Regions from separate parts of the Mus musculus genome. Here region 2 is linked to region 1. A link is a contact called in public Hi-C data. All regions are on one chromosome and are shown on one strand. The core of a region is the stretch at or near the end of the contact, and the rest is flanking DNA. Distances in the headings are between cores, read along the strand shown.

Region 1 (5,384 bases), core at 1,444-3,943:
TTTCCCAGGGGTGTAAAACTAATAAGATCAGCCATCACACCAGGCAAGGGTTTTGCTCACTATGGAGCCATCTCTCTAGTCCTAGAATCATCCTGATTGTGTCATTTAGTTCGATGTCACTGGACCCTGAGAAGTGATACTTTTCTCCACAGGAAGAAGATGCACTGATGTCACTGGGTGACTTTTGGTTTTCTGTTTTCTAAAGGACCTTGGCCATAGTAGGTGCTCAGAGGATGGGGTGGGCTAGCTGCTTCTGTTACCACGGTCATTCTTGGTGCTACTGCCTTCTCACCCTCCGTGGTGATGTGGATGTGGTCATTAATCTCAATTCCACCTGGGTTTGCTCAGTGGTTGTGGGCTTGCTCTATAGAAGGTCCAGGATTCCTGCTGAGTTCCTTTAGAGTTCTAGAAATCAATATACTCTCAGCCAACAGGCTGCAGGGAGCCACTGAGGGCAAATTAATCACAGTGTGTATGTAGGTATATTTTAGTTAATTTTCTGTTGTTGCTGTGTGAATGATATTAATTTATGTATTATATGTATCATATGTTTATGTATATTTTAATTTTCTGTTGTTGTGTGTGTAATATTATTTCATGTAATATATGTATCATGTGTGTATTATGTATATTTTAGCTAATTTTCTGTTGCTGTTTGCATGTATAATATTATTTCCTGTGATATATGTACCATGTATGTCTATTTTAGTTACTTTTCTGTTGCTCTGATAAAACAACGTCACCAAGGCAAGTGTTAGAGGGAAGTATTTTGGCTTCTGGTTCCAGCTGGAGCAGGGTCCATGACGGTGAAGAGAGGCAGGGCATAAGTAACAGGAATGGCAGGAGAACGAGAAGCCGAGAGCTCACACCTTAAGCCGTAGGTAAGAAGCCTAAAGAGTACATTAGAAGTAGGGCAAGTGAAGACCCTGAGCCCCTCCCCACCGACACACTACCTCCTAGCCTCCCCATGCCCACCGACACACTTCCTCCTAGGCTCCCCCAAATAGCGCTACCAACTGGGGAGCAAAAATTCAAATGCCCAAGACCATGGGGGACAGTCCTCAAGTTACCACTCTGTGTGTGTGTGTGTTTATATGTCTATGTGTGGTGCTTATGTCTCTGTGTGTGTGTGTGTGTATGTTATGTGTATGTGTATGTATGTTATGTCTATGTGTATGTGTGTGCATGTCTATGTGTATGTCTATGTGCGTGTATATGTATGTTATGCCTATGTCTATGTGTGTGTCTATGTGTGTATATGTATGTCTATGTATATGTGTATGTGTGTGTGTGAACAAGTGTACATATTTTTCTCCAGATAGGGGTTCATTATAGCTTAGGCTGGTCTCTTGAATTTCTGGCCCTCCTACCTTCACCTCCAGGGTACTGGGATTACAGATGTGCATCATTATACACTATTTATGCCAGGGACTGAGCCCAGGACTCTGCATGTTAGTCAAGTACTCTATCAACTGAGCTGTATCTCCTGCTGATTCTGATGGGCTCAGACAGTTCTAATCAAACTAGAATAGGAACAGGGATTTGGCAGGCAGAGCAATAAACCAGAAAGCTTGCTGCGAGAGGTTGAGCACATTGCTTAGTAGGAGAGTGCTCGCTTAGCATGTAGGAGGCTGTGGGTTCAAGTGCCAAAGCTACACATACATGTCAAAGGAAATATAAACCACTTGTGAAATACCTGGACTTCCTATCGCTGGCCTCACTCCTGTCCTAAGGCAGATGTGATGCTGTGGCTTGTGTGGCGTAGCTCTCTGTGTGACCATGCTTTACTCTCTGTCCATGTCTGCCCCATGCACCCACCTCCATTCCTTCTTCACTTTCATATGAGCTCAACAGACTTTTCATAGCTCCTAAAATCCTTTAGCACATAGCATCAAGAGGAAGAGGTTTCGGACTTAATTGACCTTGGAAATACCATCATTACATTTAATTGTCTTGGACTTGGGGGAACGGATAGAGTTCCTGTCCATAGCGTGCAGGTCCAGGTGCTTGCTCCTCATCTAAGGCTCAGCCTAAAGTGAACCTCACATCTCCGGGATGGAGATGCAACTGTTCTCTCTCCAATGACAAAGTCCTAGTATGTTTCCTTTGCCCACATTATGAGGTTGGCATCTGTCGAAGGTAGTGGCTTTGCAAAGGAGAAGGGATTTCACTTACTATTTTGGATTGTGAGTGTGCGTGCGCGCACGTGCGCACACATGCAGATCAAACATCGGCACTGAGAACCTTCCCTTGTCACTCCATCTTAATTTCTGAGGCAGTGTCTCTCACTGGACCTAGAGCTTACCGATTCAGCAAGACTGCCCAGCTAATGGGTCCTAGGGTTCCTTCTGTCTCTACTTCCCCAGCGCTGGGATGACAGGTTTCCTTCCCATCATCTGGCTTTCCACATGGGTTCTGGGTCATGCGGGCATGGCAAGCGCTACCAAACGCAGCCGCCTCCTCAGCTGCCTACAGTAGATATATGACTTCTTTGGAAACGTGTCGTGTGACTAAAGCTAGCAACCCTGCACTTCCATTTTTGCAGAGTTGTGGCTTCACCCTATGCATGGCTAAACCTTTGATTCAGCTTTGCCACTCCCTGGACAGCTTCCCGCACTCATGGTGCCTGTCTGGCGTCCACAGTCATTTCAGTGTGTGGCCTTATTATAGCAGCGAATGCTCTGTGGTTTCTCTTTGAACCCCGTCACCCTGGTTCCCTGAAACAGACCTCAGCTCAGGCTTGTGTACAGAGGTGGCAGGAAGTGTGCGAGCTGCGATGAAATAGCTTGGGTCATCCCGTTCACGGGGTCTCCTCATTCGCTAACTGATCCCATCCTTCATTCCTCTCGCCTACTTTCTGCTACTGTCCTTTGCTTTCTTTAAATAGACACCATGAAAAATTCAGACAGTGTACTGACAGACGAGTGAGGGCTGGCCTTGGTCCGAGGAGTTTCTTTTGGCTGTGCACAGCAGTTGGTACAGAGAGATTCATTACTGGCCACAGTGCTGAGCATAGCTAACTGTTGAGAGCTTTGCCCCAGATCAGACATCTTTACCACACCCTTCAAGATTCAGGGAATGTTGTGGAAGATGGGGCAGAGAGAATGTAAGAGTTGGAGGATGGGATTGCTTCCAAACGGCATCTTCTGGACACGACGCAACTGCTGTGTGTGAACTTGCCGCGCGCATGCGCAAGACCTGCATGAGCGTGAGCTCATCAACGTTCTGTCATGAAGGGGGAGGGGCTCACGAGAACTCATTCCTAGCCGAGGAACTACCTGATGACTGATGTTTACCGGGGTTGGGGAGTCATTTTTTTCTTTAGTGATATAGCCATTGATAAGTCACCTGCTCTTCAGCAAATACCCCTAACTCATGGAAACAGCTCTAATTAAACTCAGGGCACCATCTAATCAAATTCTTCCCTGAAGTCACCGTGTACGCCCCTCCCCCCCACCCCTTTCTTTATTACTACTCAAGATAGCCTACGTATATGTAGGCAGGCTAATAGCCATCTCGTGCTATGCTGTCCCAGATGGTGCAGCACGCAGACTGCTCTGTACCAGTCCCTTAGGATCTAGCTCGCAAATGATGCCCCCGCACGGTACATCTGCCTCATTCTGAGGCCTGCGGAGCACTTTGCCTCTCTGATGCACTCTGACTTGTTTGAGCTTAACTGATGTGCCCAGAGGTTGCTTCTGAACGGCTGTGAGAACAAACAGTGCTGTGCAGAATATTCTTGCATGCATCCAGGAAGGGGAGAACGCGCCCGCGTATCTGCTGCACGGAGTTGGAGAAGTCGGACTGTCTGTTTAGAAGGAAAGCCATAGAAGCTGGGGCCAGCTTGTACAAACGCGGAGGGACTTGATCTATGTCTCCTCTTAGGCTCAAGAGCAATGCTGGCTTGGCCACAGCAGGAGCGTTTACCTCATGGAGCGCTGTCAATAGCAAGGACTGGGGCTTCACCCTCTGTATTAGTAAACTTTTTGTTTCCATGATAAAGAAGAGAGAAGAAAAGAAAAGAAAACCATGACCAAAGCCACCTCCAGAATGGAGGATGTATTTGAGACCATGGTTCCAGAGGGACAGATAGGAGTCCACCATAGTGGGGAAACTGGGTGTGGCAGCAAGAACAGGGCCCTGGAAGCTTACCCCTTTATTAAAAGCACTAAGCATGAAATGCTGTGAGACCTTAGACTATGATAGCTCATCCCAGTGGCACATTTCTTCCAGCAAGGCTGCCCCGCCTAAATCTCTCCAAAGAGCATTGCCACCTGGGGACCCAGTGTCCAAGGTCCAAGACTGTGGTTGGCGTTTCTCATTGAAATCACCATACCCTCCTCCCTGGAGAGCTGGTTATTAAAACACCTGGTGGTGGCAGTCAGTTCTACCACTACCCAGACTCAGCACAGGCTCCATGTGTTGAAGGTAGTCCTGACACAACTGTTTTCTCTTTGTTGCATTTGTGTGTGTGACTTTTTTATTGCTATGACAAAGTGTCATGGCCAACTCAGGAGTGACAACATTTGAGGGCTCATGGTTCGAGAATGGTAGAGCTCACCATGTGGGGGGGGGCACATGGCAGCAGGCAGGCATGGTGTTGGAGCAGTAGCTTAGAGCTTACATCACATCCACAAGCACAAGGCATACGTCAGAGAGAGAGAGAGAGAAAGAGAGAGAGAGAGAGAGAGAGAGAGAGAGAGACAGAGACAGAGAGAGACAGAGACAGAGAAAGACAGAAACAGAACAAGAGACAGAGAGAAAGACAGAGAGAGAGACAGAGAGGAAGACAGAGCCAGAGAGACAGAGCAAGAGACAGAGAGAGACAGAGAGAAAGACAGAGAGAGACAGAGAAAGAGAGAAACGGAGAGAGACAGAGAGAGGCAGAGAGACAGAGAGGGGGATGGGGAGAGAGAAGGGGAGGGAGAGAACTAACTGGGAATGATACCCAGTGTCACACCTCTTCTACCAATACTGTGCCTCTTTTCCAAACAGTTCCTAAAACTATGGACCAAGTATTCAAATATATGAACCTGTGGGGAGCCATTCTCGGTGAAACCACTATAGTATGCATGTATATCTATCTGTTTGTGTGCATGTACACAGGTGTAAGTGCACACGTGTAAACCTGAGCATGCAGGCCAGAGGTCAAGTCCAGTTGTCTCAATTGCTCTTCATCTTATTTTTTATTAGTCTGTTGGTTCTTTCTTCTTCCTCTTCTCCTCTTCCTACCCTTCTCCTTCATCCATCCTTCCTTCCTTCCTTCCTTCCTTCCTTCCTTCCTTCCTTCCTTCCTTCCTTTCTTCCTTCCTTCCTTCCTTCCTTCCACTCTTGCTCTCTCCCTCCTTCCCTCCCTCTCTCCTCCTTCCCTCTCTCTTTTCTTT
Region 2 (5,384 bases), core at 1,738-4,237, 320 kb after region 1:
ATGGGATGTGAGGTCTTCTTGCTTCTAGATTTTCTTTTCTTTAAGAGGGCTGTCTAGATGCTTTTCTGTTTCTTGTTGCCAGCTACAGTTCCAACTGTAAATATATGCAAAGCACATCACCCTGAGGCCAGCCTAAGTGGGCCACTGCTGCAGTGGATAACCGCAGCAGCCTCTCCAGACGGTGGCTGGTGTGAACTTGACTATGCTCAGCAAAACCTACTGGGTGGATACATAGATGGTTTACTTCAGTTCTTTTACAGGGCCAGGTCCTCTTTCCTGGGATGAAGGTTAGAGTCCCAGCTGAGAGAAACTGAGAATCCTACAAGAGCAGAGACCACCAGAGCTGAGCAGTAAGACATGGGCCCACGTTCCCAGCATTGTCGAACTGGAGGCCAGAAAATCAGGAGTTCAAGGTCATCCTTGGCTACACTATGAATTTGAGGCCAGTCTGGGCTGCACGAGTCTGTTTCAATAAACAGGGGCCTAAGGACAGAATGACACATGATACTTTCAGTTTCTCCCCCCCCCCAAGCAAAGTTGCAGCCTATGGAACATGTTTGAGCATCTATAAATGGGCCCGGAGAACACCGATAGGAAATTGTGATTGGTTAAACCACCCCACCCCCAGGATATTTAATATTGGTCCCGAGGCTTTGAGAGAACAACTTGAATAAAACTCAGTGGGGGTGAGGGGCAGGGAATGGGGCTTACTGTTCCCTCACGTGTAATCAATGGTGCAGCTCCCGTGAGTGAGAGTTTACATGCAGAGCTGCGGCGGAGGACTTCGCTGTATTTTCTGGGTGAGAAATGGCTGTGCTCATCCCGTCCAGTGGAAAAGGATGATTGTGTGTGTTCTGTTGTCTTCTAATAGTCATTCCGTCAATAAAGCATCATTTCCGTCTTTTGAGGGGAGCTGGAGTGCCGGCATCTATTTCTGAATAAAAGAGGGATGCACAAAAGCTTTCCAGGTAAAAATCCTCCACACACCTAAATATGGAGAGCAGTATTTCCAAATTTATCTTTGTTTAAACATATTCACTTTATATCTCTCTCATGGCCCCCTCCCAGTCACCCTCTCTCACAATCCTTCTCCCATGCCCCCTCCCCTCCTCCTCTGAGTGGGTGGGGGTCCCCCTGTGTATTCCCCCACCCTGGCACATCAAGTCTCTGTGAGGCTAGGTGCATCCTCTCCCACTGAGGCCAGACAAGGCAGCCCAGCTAGAAGAACATATCCCACAGACAGGCAGCAGTTTTTTAGATAGCTCCTGCTCCAGTTGTTTGAGACCCACATGAATACCAAGCTGCATATATGCTGCATATGTATGGGGAGGCCTAGGTCCAGCCTGTCTATGTTCTTTGGTTGGTGGTTCAGTCTCTAAGAGCCCCAAGGGTCCAGGTTAATTGACTCTGTTGGTCTTCCTGTGGAGTTCCTATCTCCGTAGAGGCTGCAATCCTTCCTCCTATTCTCCCCTAAGAGTCTCCAAGCTCCATCCACTGTTTGGCTGTGTGTGCATCTGTCTGAGTCAGCTGCTGGGTGGAGCCTCTCAGTGGACAGCTGTGCTAGATTCCTGTCTACAAGCACAACAGAGTATCATTAATAGTGTCAGGGATTGGTGCTTGCTCTTAAGATAGGTCTCAAGTTGGGCCTGTTATTGGTTGACCACTTCAACCTCTGCTCCATCCTTTGTTCCTGCATTTCTTGTAACTAGATTAAATTTGGGGTTGAAAGTTTTGTGGATGGGTTGTGTCCCTATAGCTCCACTGGATGGAACTTGAGAATATCATCCTGAGTGAGGTGAACCAGACCCTAAAGGACATCAATAGTATGTACTTTACTTATAAGTGGACATTAGCCATAAAGTACAGGATACCCATGCTATACTTCACAGACCCAAGGAAGCTAAACAAAAAGGAAGACTCAAATAAGGATGCTGGAAACTCACTTAGAAGGGGGATAAAATAGTCATAAGAGGCAGATGGAAAGAGGGAACAGTGTGGGAGAGGGAATGGGAAGGGGGATGGGGGGTTGAGATCAGGTGTGGGGTGAGACAGGAGAGATGACCATGAGAAGATCATGAGAATGGATGGAAATCTGCCACTGACAGGGGTGGGGGTGGGAAGCATCTCCAGGGCAAGACAGAGATCTGGGATAAGAGATGAGCCCAAGAATCAATGGGGGGTGACCTTAGCCATGACTCATAGCATTGGGGATATGGAACCTGAAGAGGGTACCTCCTGTAGCCAGGCAGCAACCAAATCTCTCTCTCTATGGACAGTAGCCAACAGAAGACTAGGGCAAAGCTCTGTGCTAGTTAAAAGAAGCAGACGAAATCCTGAATGAGACTGGCCCTCACTTGGCTCCTGCTCACACTGCAGTAGATTGATTTCGAGGACAACAGAAGCCCTCTTTCGGGCAAAGAACCACTGGTGTTCACAGGTGACATCATCGCTCCACCCCTCAAAGGTAGAGTCTGAAGACTGCAGTTCAATCCTTCAACACTCTGTTGAGAGATGCCCCGCCCCCTGCCCTAGATACCTTTGCCACTTCAATCATTCGTGGCTAACAGTGATCTGAACATATTACTCTTGTCTTGACTGTTTCAGGAGAAGGGTAAGAAAAAGACCGCATTCACATAGCATCATCACAGAATGCTATTATAAATGTTTTATTTTATTGCTATTTATTGCTGGTGTCAATCTGTGTCTAATTAAATGCTCTCATTGGTAAATATGTATAGAAAAAAAACCCAATATACACAGGGTTGGGTACTACAGGCAATGGCGTACACTAGAATTGGGGTTCATCCCTCTTATCGATGTGGTGGACTGCTGTATCCAGTCAAGGATATAGTACAGTGAATGGGTACCAGCAGCCAGCTGTTTCCCAGCTCTTGGGATGCTTGCTGTTGGAATCCAGGCTGTAAGGAGGCTCATCTGCCCCTGCCTGGGCTGTGGAGATGCCATCTAGTGGAGTACAGGCGAACTGTTCCCGTCCAGACCTGACCAAATGCCCGATTAGTTAGCAGAACGTGATTGTTGTTTGACAGTGAAGTGTTACTTGAAACGATTATCACGAGTTGGTTTGCTGCTTAGAAACAACCAGCTGCAGTATTGCCCTGAATAGAATATGGAGGAAGGGAAGCCAAGCTAATGTCGATCCCATGGAAAGGCGCTGGGAGAGATTGGAAGACGTCAACCTGTGAAGTGTTTGTCCCACGAGAAGAGTGTGAGCACAATCTCCTGACCTGTGTAAAACATGTCCCTGACCTGTGTAAAACATGTCCCTGACCTGTGTAAAACATGTTCCTGACCTGTGTAAAACATGTTCCTGACCTGTGTAAAACATGTCAATTGTGGTAGCACGTGCTTGCAACCCCAGGGCTGGAGGGGTCGAGACAAGGCAGCTCCCTGGGACTCGCTGGCTGCCAACCCTGGCCTCCCTGGCAAATTCCAGGCAGTTAAGAGACCCTGTCTCCAAGAAAAGAGACTGCGATGGTACCTGAGGAGCAACAGCTAAGGTTGACTTCTGGTTCACACACACATATACACACACACACATGAAAACATACAACATATACACACAGAGGTCTTGGGGACTTCTCTTTGCTCTTGCTTTGACATTATTGGAGGGTGGAAGATGTGTGGCCCACCTGCTCATTGATCCAGGCAACACTCACCTGGATACTAGAGGCCATCCTAGACCAACCGGCCTCCCCTCTCCTGATCACTAATGTATGGGCAAGCTGGTTAGGAACATCAGTCTAACCCAGACTAGAGCATCTTGGGTGTTCATCCAACTGGAATAGTGCTGGTCTCTGTCATTGCTGGGATGTGGAGAGACAAGAGGCAATGCCAGCACGCCCAATTTCTACCGCCTTATAACAAGTTAGGAAAATAACTGTCAAGCATCATGCATGACTGCTAGGGAGCTAGCACTAATGACTCTGACACATGTATAAAGAAAGGTCACATGTTAAGAAAAAATATTTTACGGTAGTACACTTAAGTGATGAATGAAAATAACTATGGACACAAGAGTAACATTTTGAAATAGAAGATATGGGGCAGGAGAGGTGGTGGCTTGGTCAGTAAAGAGTCTGCTGTATAAGCACAAGAGCGAGAGTTAGATCCGCAGAACCCATGTAAACATGATAGTCTCGGAGATGCAGGGAGCTCCGGGGAGATGCACGGAGACACAGCTCCCTGGGACTTGCTCACTGATAGTCTAGACTCTCCAAGTTGATGAGCTCCAAGCCAGCAGGAGAATCTATTTCAAAGGGAAATGTGTGAATGGTACCTTCAGAACAAGCTGGAAGGGACCAGAGGAGACACCCAAGTTTGTCTTCTGATACACATACAAACACGCACGTGTACACTCACAGGAATACACAGAAACCAGAGTACTCTGAAAGCAAGTGATTTAAAGCTTCATGTATTAGACCCAAAGTCTCACGCTGAGAGAAAACAATGACTCCATTGTCGATTGAAATACTTTCCTGGCTGGGCAGAGGAGGCACATGCCTTTAATCCCAGCACTTGGGAGGCAGAGACAGGAGGATTTCTGAGTTCAAGGTTAGTCTGGTCTACAAAGTGAGTTCCAGGACAGCCAGGGCTACACAGAGAAACCCTGACGTGAAAACCCGGAAAATAAAAGAGAAGAAAAGAAAAAAAGAAAAGAAAAGAAAGGAAGTACTTTTTCCTTCTGGCACTGGAAGCTCCTCGGCATGTGGCTGTGTGACTGGACACCGATGTCTGCTGAGCTGCACAGGAAACAGTGAGCACAGATGCTATCCACCTCTTCCACATATCAGTTAACCGTGATCTATCACAGGACGAAACCCACAACAACTGCCTCTCCTTTGTGATTTGAGAAAGAATATGTGCTCTGATGGGTATGACAGAACAGGTGGATCTTGGAAAGTTGTTGGAGGAAATGTAACAGTAATTTTAAAAGCAGTGTTGACAACGTCTGCTCTCTGGCACTTACTGCTCTTCTAAAAGTCAGCACAAGGGGTGCTTCCTGTTATGCGGATCAGAACGCAAACCCTTTCTGATTGGTTTTTCCTAAAAGTTGGTGTGCGTGGAGACTTAGCTATTGTTTATTATTTAATTATTAATTATTAGTAAATTTCCGTTTTCTGAGACAAAGTTTCTTGGTGTAGGTCTGGATGTCCTGGAACTCACTCTGTAGGCTGATCTCAAACTCACAGACATCTGCCTGCCTCTGCCTCCCAAGTACTGGGATCAAAGGAGTGGGCCACCATGCCTGGTGAGTTAGCTGTTTTCAAAGCCTTAGTTTGGTCTTGGGTGTTGTGACTCCCATATGATTTAGATGCTCTGCTGTGGCCCAGGGCAGGAGCTTGATATTGATACATATACATATA

Evidence for each region. Hi-C and Micro-C count contacts between places; a contact is called where the count stands out from the background.
Region 2: a contact with region 1 is called in a Hi-C map of CD8 T cells, with 2.8 times the contacts expected there. The contact joins two enhancer-like sites. A contact is called at or near these places in 9 of 39 promoter capture datasets (cranial neural crest, frontonasal cranial neural crest, hematopoietic stem and progenitor cells and 5 more) and 7 of 484 Hi-C or Micro-C datasets (B cells, CD4 T cells, CD8 T cells and 4 more).

Annotation. Positions count from the first base shown.
Region 1 is chr9:115,384,993-115,390,376 of GRCm38.p6, forward strand. No RefSeq gene overlaps it. Among named protein-coding and RNA genes, the nearest start is that of Mir467h, 5.9 kb to the left of the region's middle. Within about 2 kb of position 2,694, at least 59 of the 459 cell types and tissues checked have an H3K27ac peak or open chromatin away from gene starts, as enhancers often do. A contact at or near this core is called in CD8 T cells, where this site is marked.
Region 2 is chr9:115,701,489-115,706,872 of GRCm38.p6, forward strand. No RefSeq gene overlaps it. Among named protein-coding and RNA genes, the nearest start is that of D330037F02Rik, 38 kb to the left of the region's middle. Within about 2 kb of position 2,988, at least 20 of the 459 cell types and tissues checked have an H3K27ac peak or open chromatin away from gene starts, as enhancers often do. A contact at or near this core is called in CD8 T cells, where this site is marked.